2 separate regions of the Sus scrofa genome follow, and region 2 is linked to region 1. The links are chromatin contacts, called in public Hi-C maps. All regions are on one chromosome and are shown on one strand. The core of a region is the stretch at or near the end of the contact, and the rest is flanking DNA. Distances in the headings are between cores, read along the strand shown.

Evidence for each region. A called contact is a pair of places that touch in the nucleus more often than the background predicts.
Region 2: a contact with region 1 is called in a Hi-C map of liver, with 1.9 times the contacts expected there. The contact joins two enhancer-like sites. A contact is called at or near these places in 4 of 47 Hi-C or Micro-C datasets (liver and skeletal muscle).

The regions. Positions count from the first base shown.
Region 1 is chr18:23,610,385-23,616,154 of Sscrofa11.1, forward strand. LOC106506801 (a long non-coding RNA gene) reads left to right here. Exons shown (of 6, transcript XR_002340281.1): 6 at 1-1,143. Among named protein-coding and RNA genes, the nearest start is that of SPAM1, 15 kb to the left of the region's middle. Within about 2 kb of position 2,622, at least 1 of the 83 cell types and tissues checked has an H3K27ac peak or open chromatin away from gene starts, as enhancers often do. A contact at or near this core is called in liver, where this site is marked.
Region 2 is chr18:23,741,895-23,747,664 of Sscrofa11.1, forward strand. The region is part of intron 1 of WASL (neural Wiskott-Aldrich syndrome protein); the gene reads left to right. Among named protein-coding and RNA genes, the nearest start is that of WASL, 23 kb to the left of the region's middle. Within about 2 kb of position 2,312, at least 14 of the 83 cell types and tissues checked have an H3K27ac peak or open chromatin away from gene starts, as enhancers often do. A contact at or near this core is called in liver, where this site is marked.

The sequences.
Region 1 (5,770 bases), core at 1,372-3,871:
GGATGGCCTTTATCACCACAGGTCCTCCCTGAGAGGGAAACTACACCAGGTCTCCATGGACTATGACTCAGATCAGACTGACTCGAGCCTTAGCATGTGTCCCATGTTGTGTTAATTTGGCTGCCTCTTTGCATCCTGTGGAAAAGTCCACTAAGAAGACAACATATTCAAGCACATGCTTCAAACTGTCTTCTCTCAGCCCAACTGGAATGTCTTCCTGATTTATCAAATGGGCTTCTTTTCGGTCTTTGAAACTGAATTAACAGAATAAGCAAGCAACATATAAGTAAGTGACATTGAAAATGAATAGCAGCAAACCAAATTATTGATATACAATGCAGATAGTTTTCTAATGTTAGTTCACTCTCTGTTAGTTGGGTCAGACAGGCTGGTTCTGCTTCTATTTCACAAAAGAGGAGGGAGAGCAGTTACCAAAAATCAAAGACGCAATGGTTAACAAGATTATTTCTCAGCATCAAATGTACATTGGCTATTAGCAGGTTTAATACATCTATAAGATAGAAATGATCATTAATAACCATTATTATTACTGTTACCAAAATAAACATTACACCTAGAACATCACATACATATCAAAACATGTGACAGATGCTATCCAAAAAGAAAATTTAACTACAACATCAACCTTTTAATGCCACTCTGAAGATGAATGAATAATCCTGGTTATCTCTGCCCCTCTCCACTACTCCATAGAAACCTGAGCACATTTACCCAGTGGATGAGCAGAGCAGGCAGTTGTGTTTGTCTCCTCACCAAGTACAGAGATGAACCCTATGATTCTCACCTGAGACCAGTGAAACAGGAACTCAGGGCTAGTGTGACAGGCAACTAAGAATCTGGCTAGTTTATGACAGGATGGGAGTGTCCTAGAAATTCACCAACTGGGAGAAGGCACAGGCAAGAAGGAACTCTGAGAGGATGGGGAGATCAGCTATGAAATACTCAGGAACAGTCTTTGGGATTGGGGCTGTACTGATTCAGAATTTCTGAAGAGTTTAAACGTCATATGAGGTTGGGGAATGGACAAAAAATAAGTTTGGGGATGAAGGCAAGATCTTTATAAGACCTACTTTTTTTTTGCTGAAAAAAAAAAAAGCAAAAATAAAGCCCCCCCCCAAAAAAGCCAGAACCAACAGATAACCAATTCTTTCAACTTCAAAGAGTTAAAAAGAAATTTCAAAGGCACGTGCTCACTTGTCAACATAATTATAAGGCAGCGAGTCTCCCAAGGTTGCATCTAATTAGTACTTTAGCTACTTAATGAATATTTATGGTTTTCACAAAGAATATTGTTTTTATTCAATTATGTATGGCTTATCTGCTTTTACGGCTTAACATGCAATAGATATAGTTTAAAAAATCCAAGATATAAGTAACATTTATTGATAGCCTAAACTGCTTTAGCCAAATGTGTAATATTTATTACATGTTAGATGTTATCATGAATGCAGCAAGACTTTCATTAAGATGGTGAGAGACAGTGTTTACAGGAAAGCAATTTCAACCGAATCTCTAAAATCAAACAATCAAAAACTGATTACAAAGTCTTCTAAGGATTTTCAGCAAACAATTAATTATGGCATTTAAATGTTTCAGTAACACTCTGGGGTAAGAATTATCATCCTTATTTTCCAAATGAAGAAATAAGCATTAGAAAAAATTAAATGGGAGTTCCCAGTACAGCCGGTTAGGAATCTGGCATTGCTGCAGTTGTGGTGTAGGTCGTAGCTGCAGCTTGGAAGCAATCCCTGGTCCAGGAACTTCCATATGCCATAGTTGTAGCCAAAAGGAAAAAGAAAAGCAAGAAAAAAACTAAATGACTTACCTCCCATCCCAAAGCTAGAAATCTCAGTTCTAGCTAATTCTAATGCTCTAGCTCTTCACAATGCTCTCTATTGGACGAGCCACTGGTATAGAGATGAAAATATGAAACAAATACTGGACCTTTTCTCCAGAGGGAGACTGGATATTTTAATTATCTAGTACCGTATGTACTAGATGACCATCTTTCTGCTTGTATAATTAACCACCATCAGAAGCAAGCTCACCTGAAAGAGAGGAATGAAAATCCAGCCTACGTATCTTCAAAGGTATGCATTTCGTTAGCCCCTGGTGCTGTCCTTTTGCTCCTAAACCATCTGCCTGTTTGTGGTTTAGATAACTTTTACAGAATGGCTCCCTCTTTTATTCATTGTTTTCACTCAACTCTGTGTGTGTGCGTGCACTTTAACTCCAAATGATTAGGGGTGAGGATGGACGTTTTGCTTTATGTTTTGACTTAGTTTACAGTCAAAACATAATCATTGATCAGGTACATGGAAATGCTGTATTCATATTTACTAACTTTCCACATCAGGGGACCCAAGAAGTTAGAATAAGCCCTAAGAGACTAACACTTTACTGAAATTAGAGGTTAATCTGAATTATTTGTGGAAGTCTTTCATCTCCTGGCTATGACTTTCTAACTTTGCCAACAGGGATTAATTGAAGTTATATATTGAAGACTTGTTACATAACTTTCTCAGAAAAATACAGCGGAGAATGGGCAAGTCCAGGCCCATCGGTACCAAGAGTACACATTTTGTAACTAAAGTCTGATGAGGAAATAGGACAAAGTGCGTTTGAATCCAGCCTCAGCCCCAAATCTGAAATGAGTTGAATAGTCACTAACATTTTAATCATTTTAATTTTTTTCCTTTCCTCCTTCTCCCTTCCTTCCTTCTCTTTCTCTTTGACACTCTTTACATATTAATGCATTTAATCCTAATGATAGCCCTAGTACAAGTATTGTGTCTATTTTACAGATGCCGCTTAATGTCTTTTTACCTCCAGCCAAGCACATTTCAGTTGAATCCCTTGGACTCAGATTTCAGAACCATATCCAGTCCATGGGCAAAGTCTTAGAGTGCCTTAGCAGCAGTTCAGATGAGGAAAATAAACCAGCAGCCCTGAGGTTTCAGTGGGTTCTTCAGATCAAGAGATCCATTTCATCAAAAGGCCGGCCTGGGGAACATGTGAGATGTATCTGGTTATCTTCTAAGAATTAGAAAGGAAATTTTAAATCTGAGGAAGAAAACACAAAAGGGCCCAAAGAGCTGTTGCTGGAACCAAAGTCCCGAGCCAGAGGTTTGGCTAAACTGATTGCATCTGAGAGCCCTCCATCTCCTGTTACCTTGGTTTCGGCTGTCCCATGCAGCTGTGGCAGCAGTTGGACCATGACGTAAGGTCCTATAAGAAGGGACAGAGACTGCTCCATGTCTCAACCCTGTCCCTTCCATATTCCTACTAGTGGCAAAACTGGGGAGTCTCCATTATTTGCATCATGTTTCTGCCAGAATGGCTAGTACCTTAAATGCCTCTCTCTTCACCCAGAAACAATGCCATGGATTCCATTCTGGGGCTTGCTGGTCTCTTGAGGCTCTTGCCATAACCCTCTGTTTCTTGCTACTTGACTGGTTCGGACGCCTTCAGTTTCCTCTGGGCCCTTGTTTTCATGTCCTTGCTTAGAGCATTCTGATGGACACCGTAGTACTCTGCCAGCTTTGGTTTGGATTCTGCATCTCCTCAGAACTATCTTAAAACATCTCCTGTCTCACTTGGGTCGGATCATCTCTACAAGCCAAGTAAGGCTCCCCACCCTACCTCCAGGTTCTGCCATCTTCTTGTTTGCCGTGAATCAAAGTCTCCTTCATGATTCTGATTTCACCTGGTCCACACCCTCAATGAAAATTTCCTTCTTTCTTGATCCAAGTCCTTAGCTGATTTACTTCTATTTAGAGTTTCACGAAATAATTGTTTAATAGGTATCTTCACTGATGCCTGGATGAGAATTTCAGCCATGGTAGAGGGCTATGGAGGAGATGTTCTGGAGTCACCGGGGAATCTCAAGCCACATCATAGGAGCCAACTGCTTGACCTATTGATTCAACCATTTAAAATTGAGCATTTATGACATGCTGAGTGCAGGCATGGAGCATACCACACAGACCAGGCTCTGTCCTTATGAGGTTTCCATTCTAGTAGAAAGAGACAATAAGCAAAAACAAATAAATCATTTCGGAGTAATAAATGCTGTCTTGCTCCATTTAGGCAGCTGTAACAAAATATCATAGACTGGGTAGCTTATAAATAGCAGAAATTTATTATTTATTTACCTATTTATTTTATTTTTAGGGCTGCCCCTGCGGCATATGGAGGTTCCCAGGCTAGGGGTCTAATTGTAGCTGTAGCTGCTGGCCATGGCCACAGCCACAGTAACACCAGAATCCAAGGCTCATCTGCAACCTACACCACAGCTCACAGCAACACCAGCCTTAACCCACTGGGCGAGGCCAGGGATTGAACCTGCATTCTCAAGGTTGAAAGTCAGATTTGTTTTCCATTCAGTTATGCAGGAACTCCAAATAGCAGAGATTTATTTCTCACAGTTCTGCAGGCTGGGAAGCCTAAGAGCAAGGTGACTGCATGGTCAGATGAGGGCCCTCTCCAGGGTTGCAGACTTCTTGCAATGTTCTCACATGGTGGAAGGGCACTAGCAAGCTGTTCTGGCCTCTTTTATAAAGGTGCCAACCCCTAATGATCTAAACACCTCCCAAAGGCTCCATCTCCTAATACCATCACAATAGGCATTAGGATTTCAACATATGAATTTTGAGGGCACACATGCTATTAAAGAATTTAAAAGGAAGAATGAGAAAGAGAATTGGAAAGATGATTCTTGTCCATTTTAAAGCATATAGTGTATAAGGCTGACCCTTAAAGAGATTGTAACTATTAACACTTTCTCCAAAAATTAGTGCTTATTTCCCCATGCCCCAAATAACACTGCATTATTATACTTTGTAAAGTCTTTGCCAATTGGAGTAATGTAAAAATAGTATCTCATTGTCATTTTAATAATAGTTTACTTTGAGAAATTGAGCCATGCATAGTTTCTTTGCTATAATTTTTGGTCCATGTTCTTTCCCCATGTTACATTAGGGTTGTTTTGGTTTGCTTAAGAGCTCGTTATATATCAGGGGAATTAAGTGTTTTGTCACATGTCCCAAATGTATTTTTCCTACATGTGTTTTGACTCGTCCATGGTAGTGTTTCCATGCAAAAACCAAGCTCCTTTTTTTGTTTGTTTATAAATATTTGGAGAAAATGAGACTTAGTTTGAGCTCCTCAGCAGCAGACTCTAAGATGAGGTTTCATGTGCAAGTGATTTTTTAAGGATGGTTTTTTTTTTAATTGACAGATGATTTTTGGTGAATTATCAAGTTCAAGTATTGGCATTTTAAAAATTTAATTTAATATTTTTTTATATTGGAGTATAGTTGAGTTACAATGTTGTGTTTGTTCAGGTGTACAGTGATTCAGTTATGCTTATACACATTTCTATTATTTTTCAGATTCTTTTCATGTATGTATTATTATAGATTTTTTATTATAAAATATTGAGTATAGTTCCCTGTGCTACACAGTAGGTCCTTGTTGATTATCTATTTTATATACGGTAGTGTGTGATGTTAATCTCATGCTCCTAATTTATCCTACCATAAGTTTGTTTTATATGTCTGTGAGTCTGTTTCTCTTTTATAAATAAGTTCATTTGCATCATATTTTAGATTTTACATTTAAGTGATGATACCACATGACATCCCTTAGGAGAACAAAAGCAGAAGGGATAAAGCCAAGAAAGGGTGCAGTTTCCTGTAAAGTCCTGTGGAGGGCAGCATTAGCCTGATCACACGGTGATTCAATTAAG
Region 2 (5,770 bases), core at 1,062-3,561, 130 kb after region 1:
ATATCTTCTGAACTGAGAGACAGTGCAGTTGACCCTTGAACAAGGAGGTGGGGACGACGAGTGGGCAGGAGTGGTTGGGGTGCCAATCCTCCGCAAAGTTGAAAATCCAAGTATAATTTATAGTTAACCTTCCACACACACAGTTACCCTGTATCTGTGGTTTCACATCAACAAAACCTTGGATTCAGCAAACCTTGGATCAGATGGTAGTGCAGCATTTACAGTACAATATCACATGTAAGCAGACCTTCAAACCCAAGTTAGACAGCATTTAATAGTGGAGGCTCTTCAGTAAGGAGAATTGCGCTCCTAACAGTTCCCTCAGTTCCTGCCTCTCTGACTGGACAATTCACTACATCTGTCTCAGTTTTAATTTCCTCTTATATGAAGTTGATGCCTTCTAGGGTTGATATTAAATGAGAAAATAATAAAGTTCTGAGCACTGTGCCTGGCATAAGTACTGAATTTAAAATAGTATTGTTATTTGGAATTTGTAGGAAAAGGGCATATTTCAAGAAAATGAATTAGTCTTCTTTTTTAGAATCACATTCCAGTGTAAATTAAAATAAAAATGTTTCAGAAGTTTCTGTGCAAATTTACATGTGTTCTAATTGTTATCTTCACATATCTTTTTTTTTTTTTTTTTTTTTTTTTTGTCTTTTGTCTTTTGTTGTTGTTGTTGTTGCTATTTCTTGGGCCGCTCCCGCGGCATATGGAAGTTCCCAGGCTAGGGGTCGAATCGGAGCTGGAGCCACCAGCCTACGCCAGAGCCACAGCAACGCGGGATCCGAGCCGCATCTGCAACCTACACCACAGCTCACGGCAACGCCGGATCGTTAACCCACTGAGCAAGGGCAGGGACCGAACCCGCAACTTCATGGTTCCTAGTCGGATTCGTTAACCACTGCGCCACGACGGGAACTCCCACATATCTTGACATTTAAAAAATTATTCCCTTTCTTTCTTATAAAGCTTTAACACTTGAATTATCCATGCTTTATGTTTTCTTTGCACCGTAGTTAAGGAGCATACTTGATATTTATTGGAGATTAATTAGTGTATTGCATTTATATACAGTGTATGCATCATAACAATGTGTAAAAAATGAGCACTATTTTTAAGGTTCACTTGAAAACCACAAAACCGTTTATTTAACTGAGTATACTGGAAATTATTTCCTGCTTCTGTGCTCATCTTACTGGCCTTGACGTGCTTTGAAAATTAGTGAGGAAAGTACATGCTTATTTTTAAAAGTGTATTTTTACTTTGGTGTGCTTTTTTTTTTTCTGGGTCTCCAAACCCCTACTCCCCTCTTCAATGAGTGGAGGTTGTGGTGGAAGCAAATTCCTGTGTTTCATGGCATTTAAAATATTAGTAATGGGAATGCATTAACTGAAGTTTTTCACCATGTCATGTAGATATTTATGGTTAAGTGAAGTGTCAAGAAGAGAACTGTTGTCATTTTTCTAAAAATAATTTAAATACCACAGATTAGCCATGTCTACTTTTTTGAAAAAGTATTTAAAATAATTTTTAATGTAATAATAATATTCTAAGAAAGACACCCTTTTCAGTTTAGTTCATCCAGTGTATGATTGCAAATTTGCATATGAAATATTGTGCTGGAGGTAAGGAGACGTAGTTAAGAATATATGGCCCTTGTCTTTACAAGATGAACATTTTATTGGTGAAGCAGACCCCACATAGGAACTTGTAACAAGTTATTCAATGATAAATGCTTCATTGAATCTGTAAATGAAATGTTATGGGAATATAGATAGGGAGAAGTGTTTGCTTAAGGAAATAGGGGAAAAACTTGAAGAGTTTGATATTTGAACTAGTATATAGAATTTGAAAAGTTTCACACATAGTATTCCAACAGAGTGAAGAGACATCACCAGCTAAGCTGAGAACTGCAGTATCTTTGGGCCTCTGTAGATGATTTGGCTGCTGTCTTGATCTGTATTGGGTTAATAGCAAGAGATGATGGTGAAAGCTAATGGGCTCAGGTTAAGAAACAGCTTGAATCCTTGATAAAGAGTTTGGACAATACTTCAGACCAAAGGAAGGTATAAATTTCAGATCTCATTTGTACAGTTGTATATAGCATTATATACATATAGGGAAAAGTGTTCTTTCTCATTGATTTTTGTTAAGATGTCAGCTATGAGAATATACATAATGTAAATATTTACTTTAAGAAGTGCATTATTAGTTAAGGATTTTTGTTGGTGGGGGCAGTACAAGTAACAGAAACTAGTTCTGGCTGGCCTAAGGAAAAAGGAATTTATTGGCTACCAGAGGATCCCATGGAATCCAAAACAGTATTGTGCAATAAAGTTTCAGGAACCACAGGAGACTGGGAAGCTCTGAGGACTGCAGCAGGGGTCAGTGGAACTTCTCTCAACTACAGTCATCTCCTTCCTGAACTCCTCAGTCCTGTGACTATTGAGAATTCTAAATTCCCGGGAGAAAGTGTTAATTGGCTGAGCTTTAGCAGCTGTGCTTGTCCCTGGGGACAGGTGGCAGATCTCTAACAACTAGAAGTATTGGGGGTGGCAGACAGGCAGTGCCTGCAAGGTAGGCTTATCATATGTATATATATGATAGGCTAGTGAAAATCCTAATAAGATATAGTTCCAGATTATTTATTTAATCTCTTACTAACCTAAAGCAATGTTTATTCTCTACTATACTGGTGTGCTTTTTTAGTTAACAACCTCAATCCTAGATTTGCTGATAGTAAAGGTGTAAGAGTGTTTTTCATGTTTTTAGAAGGTTTTTTTCTGATTCTCTGTTTTCATTAACCAGCTTGCTGAAAACTAGTTATCCAATTACTAGTTTTTGTAAGCTGGTAGTAGAGCTTTTTAAAATTATTTGGTTGGAAATATAATAGTTGATAAATCCAATAAATGAATATCAAAATTAATATTCAATAAGTACATATGATACCAAGCAGCTTTCTGAGCACGTTCTGTGTATTATTGAGCTCTAAGAACCCTGTGGTAAAGGAACTGTTCAGAGTACTTTACATGTGCCTGCATGTATTTATGTGTGACTAATTGTATCTTAATAACCCATGAAGTTAGTAATGTTATTCCCATTTTACAGATCAGGAAATGTATAGGGAATGTCAGTAACTCTCTAAAATGACATAGCTAATAAGTGTTGTAATCTATCCCAGAGTATCCTCATACTCTTTTTCCTTGAAATATCCCTGTTTCTCTGCCCTCACCTTGTCTCCAGTGAGAAATCAAAGTTTGCTTCTCAGCCTTCCCAGAGCATTTTATGTCTGCTTTCATTTTGGTACCTGTAGAATACTTTGTTGTAGTTATTCTTAAAGCAAATCTTCCTTACTAGGTTATTAACTTTTTGAAGACAAGGAGCATCCCTAATTATCTTTCTATTTTTAGCACATAATAAATATTTGTTAAAATGAATTTAATGTCCCATTCAAGTTTAGTCTCTAAGTTAGCCAGACATTTTATGAATAAATATGATTTTGTTCATTCTTACTATTATGAATATTCCTTTGTCTAATAATCCCAACTCTTTTCTACTCTTGACCTTGTAAATTCCAAACCTTATGCCGAAAAGTATTTGTATGAAATCTCTTCCCTGGGACTTTTCTAAGCTGTGCTGTCCAGTAGAACTTTATATAATGATGGGTCTGTTTTGCATCTGTGCTGTCTACTACTTGTTAAAGAGTCACATGTGGCAGTTGAACATGTGTGCCTAATAGGACTAAGGAACTGAATTTTCAGCTCAAAATTTAAATGGCTGTGTGTGGTTGGTGACCTTATTAGACTATTGCAGCCCCAGAGAGCAAGAGGAGGAGCCCAGAATCCAGCAGTGCCTTCCCACCTCCTCTCCTTCTCCCTGCCACCTAGATAAAGGCCTTACCTGGGGAGGACAGTAGCATTGTAAAAGGTCTGTTTGACTCAAAGTGAATTAGTTCCCAAATATTTTCACATTTAAAAACTACAGAACATTCAAGTTACTAAATGTGGTATGGGTTGCAAGAGTCACCTTTCCATTTAAAGAGAAAACCGTTAGCTTGTGTTTGCCTTTATAGCACATAATGTAGTCTTACAGAATAGTATTATATTATATAAATCCTCATATCCTCCTCCCACCCTCACCCAGGCTACCCACAAGTTTTGATCTATTAAATGGTAGAGTTCCTTTAAAAGAAAAACTAATATACTTTACCTTTTAATACAGTCAGTTTCCTACTCCTTTGAACAGGTTCAGTCTCACATCTAGTTATGCATGGTTATTCAATTCAAGAATAATAACCAGAGTTGGAAATATTGGCTTATGCTTTTTTGAGTAAAAATTGCCTTTTGAAACTAGCAGCATTGAGCTTTCTAGTTTATTGAGTAAATCTGTTTTCAAATTACTGACTAGGTCACTGTTAATGTTTTACATTACAATTTTTAGTCTCTAAAATTGTAATAAAGTATAAATTTTAAAAACAACCTCAGAAAGGTTCTTGCCTATCCTACTTCCCTCCCCTTTTTTTTGGCCTAATACTTATGCAGTAGGTATGGGAGGGTCTCAAAAGTCTTTAGTTACATTGTATGTTGAATTTAAACTGTTGCTTACTCTTAGATTCTCAGATAAACCTTCTCTTTGCATGTCCTTTGCCCAGCTTGATTGTATATATGAAAGTCAAGCAAATCAAATGTGCTTATATATATAATATGTTCACACATTCCTGTGACTGTGTTTAAAAGTTTGGATACTTATGAATTGCTGCATATAGAATAACAAATGTGGGAGACAGAGCCAATTGAATTTTAAACTTGCTTATCTTGATTAGTCATGTTTAAGAGTTCAAAATACTCAGAGGGAAAGTGTGTGAAAGAAATCATAGACTTTGACCTTTATTACAGACCTAGGCTATCTCCCTGCACTAGCCAAAGCTTGCTTTTCTCTTCCTTTATAGCTTTAGACACTGTACTGTGCTACTTTCAGCAATATTTACTTTTAAATTTTTTTAAGGGGAAGTCTTTTAAAAGCTACTAGAAATTCTTCCTGTGTTGTAATTTCTAGATCAGGTCTTTTTATTTTTCCGAGACTCACCATCATGTGATCAGAGTAGGTCTTTTGTGTTTCTTTGTGTATTTTTCAAATCAGTATTTAACTTTTTGAACAGCTAAAATATTTACATAGTTTAAAATAAAATGTATGAAAAGAAAGTGAAAAGTTTCTTTTCCATCCTCTCCTACATTTGCCCAGTCTTTTCTTGCCTGACAAAACCACATGTACACACACAAAACCCCTAAACAGTTGGCCACTGTTACAATGTTTCTGTGCCCCTTTCAGGATGGCTTAATGCATATTTGGGGAAATGCAAATTATTTATTCTTGTTCCTGCTGTTGTGTACAAATATTAGCATACTATACCTTTCATTTTATGTCTTGCTTTTTTCTCACATAGCAATGTATCTTTCAAGATTCATGACTTAGCCTCTTTTTTTTTAGCAGCTGTGTAGTATGCCATTGTGTAGCTGAACTATGGTTTATTTAATGAATTGAGTATTTTTCTTGATGATCTAGAAAATTCCAGTTACCTGAGTAGTTCTGGGTAATTTTTGTTTGTCTGTTTTTGAGTTTTGGATAATTTTAAGGTTCTGAAGATTTGAATTATTTTAATGGCTTTGATGGAAATCTTTCTAAAATGTGCTACTTCTTTACCCTGGTTTAAATATACCAAACTAAACTTATTTGAACTCCACTGTGATAAGCTAGGTCATCTATGTGA